Regions from separate parts of the Muntiacus reevesi genome. Here region 2 is linked to region 1. Evidence: chromatin contacts called from public Hi-C data. All regions are on one chromosome and are shown on one strand. The core of a region is the stretch at or near the end of the contact, and the rest is flanking DNA. Distances in the headings are between cores, read along the strand shown. Region 1 holds the start of RRS1 (ribosome biogenesis regulator 1 homolog). Region 2 holds the start of PDE7A (phosphodiesterase 7A).

Region 1 (3,196 bases), core at 424-2,923:
CAGGACACCTGGGTTCAATCCCTAGGTCGAGAAGTTCCCCTGGAGAAGGAAATTGCAACCCACTCCAGTATTCTTCCCTGGAGAATTCTATGAACAGAGAAGCCTGGCGGGCTACAGTCCACGGGGTCTCAAAGAACTGGATTCAACTGAGCGACTAACACTTTCACTTTCATGGCTTCCTCGGAGGCTCAGATGGTAAAGAAGCTGCCTGATGTGGGAACCCAGACCCTGGTTCGATCCCTGGGTCAGGAAGATCCCCTGGAGAAGGGAATGGCAACCCACTCCAGTATTCTTGCCTGGAGAATCCCATGGACAGAGGCCCATGGAGTAGCAAAGAGGTGGAGACCACTGAGTAGCTAACTCTTTTCATTTCCATTCATCACTAAGATATTTTCTTAAAATGAAGGTTCTGAGTCATAACATCTGGGCTAAAGCCAGAGATTCTGCATTTCTAACAAGCTCCCAGATGATGCTGTACTGCTGGTCAACAGAACACACTTTTCGAGTATCAAGAGTCTGGAAGACATTGCAGAGAATATGTATGCAGTCTTAGAGCCAGAGTTTAGATCCCTCTCCCTCTTGCGCCCACACTTCCTGGCTGTATAACCTTAGACAAGTCATTTTACTTCTCTGAACCTGCTTCGGTCATCAGTGGAATATAGTGAATAACAATAGCCAACACTTATTGAATGTTTACACTGTACCAGGAACTAATGCTTCATATTCATCAACTTATGAATAGGACTTAAGTTAAAAAACCTGACCAATGTGGGTACAAGAAACCCAGATCTTATTTTAGGTAGCTTGATTCAAGAACCTAGTGTTTAATCACTGTATAAGACTGCCTTTTCAGCAGAGTTCCCAGAGCCATGATGAGGATTAAATAATAATTGGTCTTTAGCTCACATTTATTGAGCACTCATATGCTCAAAACCCCAGTGTAAGCTCCCTTGGGAGCATATTAACTCATTTATCTTCACAGCAGACCTGGGAGGTAGTATTTGCAATCCCATCTTACAGGTTTAAAAACAGGCGCAAACAAGTTATACAGCCGAAGGTCAAACACCAGAGCGGTCAAGCTCGGAACCCAGGCGGTCTCACAGCAGAGCCCCGCGCTCTTCTGCCATCAGCCAGGAGAGGAGGTGGCCCCTGGCTCCGGGGACCAGACTTGAGGTCGGCAGGATGGGGGCACAGCCACGCCACCTTCAGGGCGGTCTAACCGCCAGGCCCGCTTGCTCCCAAAATAAACCCAAGTCTCCGTTTCCACTTAGCTTTCTGTACATCCCCGGGTGAAGTGCCCACACCCGGGGGCACACCATGAACAGGTGTCAGGGCTCTGGTGAAAATGACTGGCTAAACATCTTGAGAACTGACTTTCTACACGCACTAAAACTAACACCGTCGCTCCGGGGCCGCCTTAGTCCGCGGCCCCCAAACTTGCCCCACTCGAACAGGACCACTTCCTCCCGCAGCTTCATCCTAGCCAAGGTCCCAATCAGGCCTCGGAATTCGCAGACTCGGCTCCGCCTACCTCCGGCTCCACCCCAAGGGCCGCCTCTAATCTCATCTGTTCTCCAACACCGCCCTCTGCCGGCCATTCCTCGGGTAGCCCACTCCATGAGCCCCTTCCGGGTGCCCCGGAAGCGGAACTTTCTCTTCCGGGCCGAGCGTCCGGGAGGCCGCACGTGTCTGTGGTGCCACGGTTTTAACTCCTGTGGAGTAGACGTGACTGGAACCGTCTCCCAGAGGCAGCGAGCCGATTCGGAGCTATGGAGGGTCAGAGCGTGGAGGAGCTGCTGGCAAAGGCGGAGCGGGACGAGGCAGAGAAGCTACAGCGCATCACGGTGCACAAGGAATTGGAGCTGGAGTTCGACCTGGGTAATTTGCTGGCCTCTGACCGGAACCCCCCGACCGGGCTGCGGCACGCGGGACCCACACGGGAGGCCGAGCTGAAGGCCCTGGCGCGGGACAACACGCAGCTGCTCATCAACCAGCTGTGGCAGCTGCCTACCGAGCGCGTGGAGGAGGCACTGGTGGCACGGCTGCCGGAACCCAGCACTCGTCTGCCGCGCGAGAAGCCGGTGCCCCGGCCGCGGCCGCTTACTCGCTGGCAGCAGTTTGCGCGCCTCAAGGGTATCCGTCCCAAGAAGAAGACCAATCTGGTGTGGGACGAGGTGAGCGGCCAGTGGCGCCGCCGCTGGGGCTACCAGCGCGCCCGCGACGACACCAAGGAGTGGCTGATCGAGGTGCCGGGCAATGCCGACCCCATGGAGGACCAGTTCGCCAAGCGGATTCAGGCTAAGAAGGAACGGGTGGCCAAGAACGAGCTGAACCGGCTGCGTAACCTGGCCCGCGCGCACAAAATGCAGCTGCCCAGCGCGGCCGGCATGCACCCTACCGGACACCAGAGTAAGGAGGAGCTGGGCCGCGCCATGCAGGTGGCCAAGGTCTCCACTGCCTCTGTGGGGCGCTTCCAGGAGCGCCTGCCCAAGGAGAAGGCGCCCAGGGGCTCCGGCAAGAAGAGGAAGTTTCAGCCTCTTTTCGGGGACTTTGCGGCCGAGAGAAAGAGCCAGTTGGAGATGCTTCGAGTGATGAACAGCAAAAAGCCTCAGTTGGACATTACGAGGGCCACCAATAAGCAGATGAGAGAGGAGGACCAGGAGGAGGCGGCTAAGCGGAGGAAAATGAGTCAGAAGGGCAAGAGAAAGGGGGGCCGACAGGGTCCTGGGGGGAAGAGGAAAGGGAGCACGCCCAGCCAAGGAGGGAAGAGGAAAGGGGGTTTGGGAGGCAAGATGAGTTCCGGGCCTCCCGGCATGAGTGGCAAGAGAAAAGGGGGGCAACACCAAGGAGGAAAGAGGAGGAAGTAAATTTCATGCTTGGACCTTCTCCTAAATCAAGAACTGTACTTAATGCTAAGTTCTAGATACAGTACCCAGATGCACAAAATTTGGCCACTGCCTTCATTGAGCTTGAAGTTAAAGGGCCAGGTCTGCCCTCCTCTGAAGATGATATGTAAATGTTGGACTGGACAAATTAATGTATTTCTCACAACTAAAACTGGCTGGAGATTAGAGGTTGTATTTAAGGATATCTGATTTAGGGAAAGAATCTGTGAAAACTAGGAATGAGTTTTACTTTTAAGCAGACTTTTTTTTCTTTTTAAACCTTGGATGGGGTTTAAGGGAGAGACTTAATA
Region 2 (3,196 bases), core at 283-2,782, 460 kb before region 1:
TCATGGACCTAACTTTCAAAGTTACTACATAACATTATTTTAAAATGTCACAGTAATCTTTATAAGTTGACTCTGACCTCATTAGCATACCACTTTGTCCCGTGAAAGAAGTCTGATTTTAAATAAAAACAATTCAGAGAAATCCAAATATAGGCTTCTGCTCTCTCTCTCCAAACTATTTAGGCAAAGAAGCAAATGACAAATATTTACCGGACACACCTACTCTAAGAAATCTCTGTTGGGTGCCATCCACTGTACCAGTAAAAACAAAAAGAAATACAGACCGGGCTCAAGTTATTTACAATATACCTGGGGGGCGGGGGGGAGATATGCTCCCATAAAAGAAGCTAATACTAGTCAACAGGAAAAATAAACATATGTGACAAAATGTGATCATGAACATGTAACGTTCTGGCAGCAGAAATGGACGGCACTCAGTTCAAATGTAAACAAAATTCTTTTGTACTCCCTATTTTAAATCTGGCAATCAAAATCTGCCAGAAATAAGAGGCTGTGCCAACAGAATCAAAAAACCAAAAATTTCAGGATCAACTGATACTGGACCATTCAAAACAAAGTCTTCCTGTGAGTACTCCATCAGTAGTTTTTCTCTTAATAATCTTCTTATCAAATTAAAAACAAAACTGATTCCTGGCTATCAACTTTCCGGAAACCGAAGCTTTGAGGAGGCACTCTGAATACTTGTTTCTCTGACCTCACTCAGGGTCCATCCACAGAGTCGAATAAGTAGGGAGACGAGCAACCGAGAATCGGCCTATTGTTCGGAGAAGTGCAGGACCGTCCCAGCACCGCGGGGCGCGCGGGAGGCGCAAAGCCAGCACAGGTGTAGGGGTGAGGGGTGGCCAGGTGTGCCCAGGACCACAAGTAAGGAGGAGAGAGGCCCAACTGCCAGACTGAGACGTCGAGAAAAGGAAGACGACTTAAGGCATTCCAGACCCTTAAGCCGCTGAGCACAGAGTGGGGCACGCCTGGGGAGGGTACGAAGGGGCTCCCAGAGCCCACCCGGCTCCAGCCTTGGGCAGGCCGGGGTGGGGGGTGGGGTGAGGCTTGAGTCCCGAGGATCAAAGAAAAGCCTCTCGAATCGAGGCGGTCAGCCTAGACATCCCCAAACAACGGGCAGTGCTGGTCGTGGGGGTGAACGGCGAGGACTGGGGAGTAGGGGTCGCGGAGGTGAAGCCAGGTGGAAGGAGAGAAACAAAAGAGCAGCCCCCAAGTGTGGGGCCCCCGGCGGCGGCGTTTACCTGGGAGAGCTGCCGGGGATTGGGGCAGCCGAAGAGCGCGGAGCTGGAACTGAAGCTGATGGCTCCTCGGCGGCTGAGGACGTGCTGGGGGACCGGCCTGTCCAGAGGCAGCACCGGCAGCTGGTAACATACTTCCATTGAATACGCCCGCCCTGCCCCCGCGCGGCGCCCGCCCTGCCGCGGCCGCCGGCCCCTGCGCTGGGAAGGGGCCGCGGCTCGGGGGCGCCGGGCCGAGGCAGGGGCAGGGCGGGCGGGCGCCGACCCCGGGCCGGGAAGCCGCGCTCACGCCTCCCCCACCCCAACACTCCGCCTGGGCCGCCGGCGGGAAGGCGCTGCGGTGGCCGCGGCGACAGTTAACGAAGACCAGCGCGCGCCCGGCTCCCGGGGTGCAAGCGAGGGCAGCACCCGCCAAGTCGGAGGGGGAACCCCGGCGTCCCCAGGCTGTTCGGCCCAGAGGAGAGGGTCCGGGGCGGGGGGTGGGGGGGCAGCGGAGCAGGAGCGAAGCAAAAACAGAGCAAAGAGGTGCAAAAACACACAGCTGGAGCCAGCAGCGAGACCCAGCGCGCGCGGGGCTTGGATGCAGGCACCAGCTCCGGCCGCGGTCCTGCCCCCTCCCCTCCCCTCCCCCGGAGCCTGACTTCACTCCGCCGCCGGCGCGAGCCCGGCGTAATTCACACTTTGCAGCCGCGGACCCTGCGCCAACCACGGCCGCCGCCACCGTGACGTCACGACGCCGCGCCGCAGGCCCCGCGCCGCCGCAGCGCCCAGGGAGCCGGGCTAGCGGTGGTGGGGTTGAGCCGCCCTCCCCCGGGGCCGTACCTCGGGGCTCACTCACCGTTCCCTCCCGCTGCCCTCCTCCCCGACCCATCCTTGTACTGCAACACGCCACCGCCCCGGCCAAGGCGCGTGCGCACGAGGCCCCATCGTGTGGGGACATTCCCCCTGATCGCTAAACTCTGGTGTTGGGGCGCTCTGAGGGTGTGGGGTGGGTTCTGCCTACGCGGGAGGCGCGATTCCGGCCTTTTCGCTTCGGAAACCCCAAGCACGCGGCCCAGTCGCAGCGCTCAGCCCTGACCGCCGGGTCACCGCCGTGTTTCCCTCCTTGAATTCCCATCCTTGGGCTTCGTTGGGAACCGCTGCGGCAGTGACGTCGGCGGGCCGCGCGGGCTCCGGACTCCCCTCTACGTCACTGTCAGCACCCCGGGAGGGTCGGGGTCGAGCGCGCTCCTGGCAGCTACGGGCCCCGGGGCCGTCCCGGGTGGAGGGGCTGAGAGCAGAGCCCAGTAAAGCGGGCGTGAGCAGGGGCCGAGGGGTTGGAGGGAAAACACCCGAGACTGAGAAAGAAGAAGTGAGAGTATGCATTGGAAAAAATGAGAAGAATGAAAATGAGAAGACAAAGGGGGAAAAGAGACTGCCCGCCCTTTACCAAATGTGTTTGTTTCTTGGCTTCGATTTTTAGAAGGCAGGAGGAAGAAAACTCTTGACCTGAGTTGTAGACTGCAGGTTTATTTTGTCACGTTTCTCCCCAAACCATGGAAGCTTTTCAGCTTCAACCCTTTGTTTCAAGTGCATTCCAGCTTCTGGGACATCAGCCTAAACCAGCTCTCCCCGGTTGGCAAAATTGCTTGAGCTCTGCTCTCAGGGGACCCACCCTTCCACTTACGTGCTATGACCAGCCACTGGCAAGGTGGCAGGTCTTTGAACGTACTGGATAGCCGGTTCGGATGAGATCAGATATCTTACGCTCATGATTCCATAAATCAACAGAAGTCTGCAAAACCTTTTATCTTTCTACGGCATCTGTTTCTTTTGTATCACTTAAAACTTTCTACATCTTTGCGAGTGTTTTTCAACTTGTCTGCTTTCTACTATTAAAAAGACATCACTTCCACTGTGGTTTCATGGATTTTTTTTTTTTTTTGTCTTCACTAAGT

Evidence for each region. Hi-C and Micro-C count contacts between places; a contact is called where the count stands out from the background.
Region 2: a Hi-C map of muscle shows a contact between it and region 1, with 9 times the contacts expected there. The contact joins the promoter of PDE7A here to the promoter of RRS1 in region 1. A contact is called at or near these places in 2 of 3 Hi-C or Micro-C datasets (blood and muscle).

The regions. Positions count from the first base shown.
Region 1 is chr12:48,210,006-48,213,201 of mMunRee1.1, reverse strand. It overlaps RRS1 (ribosome biogenesis regulator 1 homolog), which reads left to right and starts at 1,673. Exons shown (of 1, transcript XM_065902863.1): 1 at 1,673-3,196. The coding sequence starts at 1,770. The coding sequence ends at 2,867.
Region 2 is chr12:48,669,755-48,672,950 of mMunRee1.1, reverse strand. PDE7A (phosphodiesterase 7A) reads right to left here and starts at 1,532. Exons shown (of 16, transcript XM_065903554.1): 1 at 1,263-1,532. The coding sequence starts at 1,400.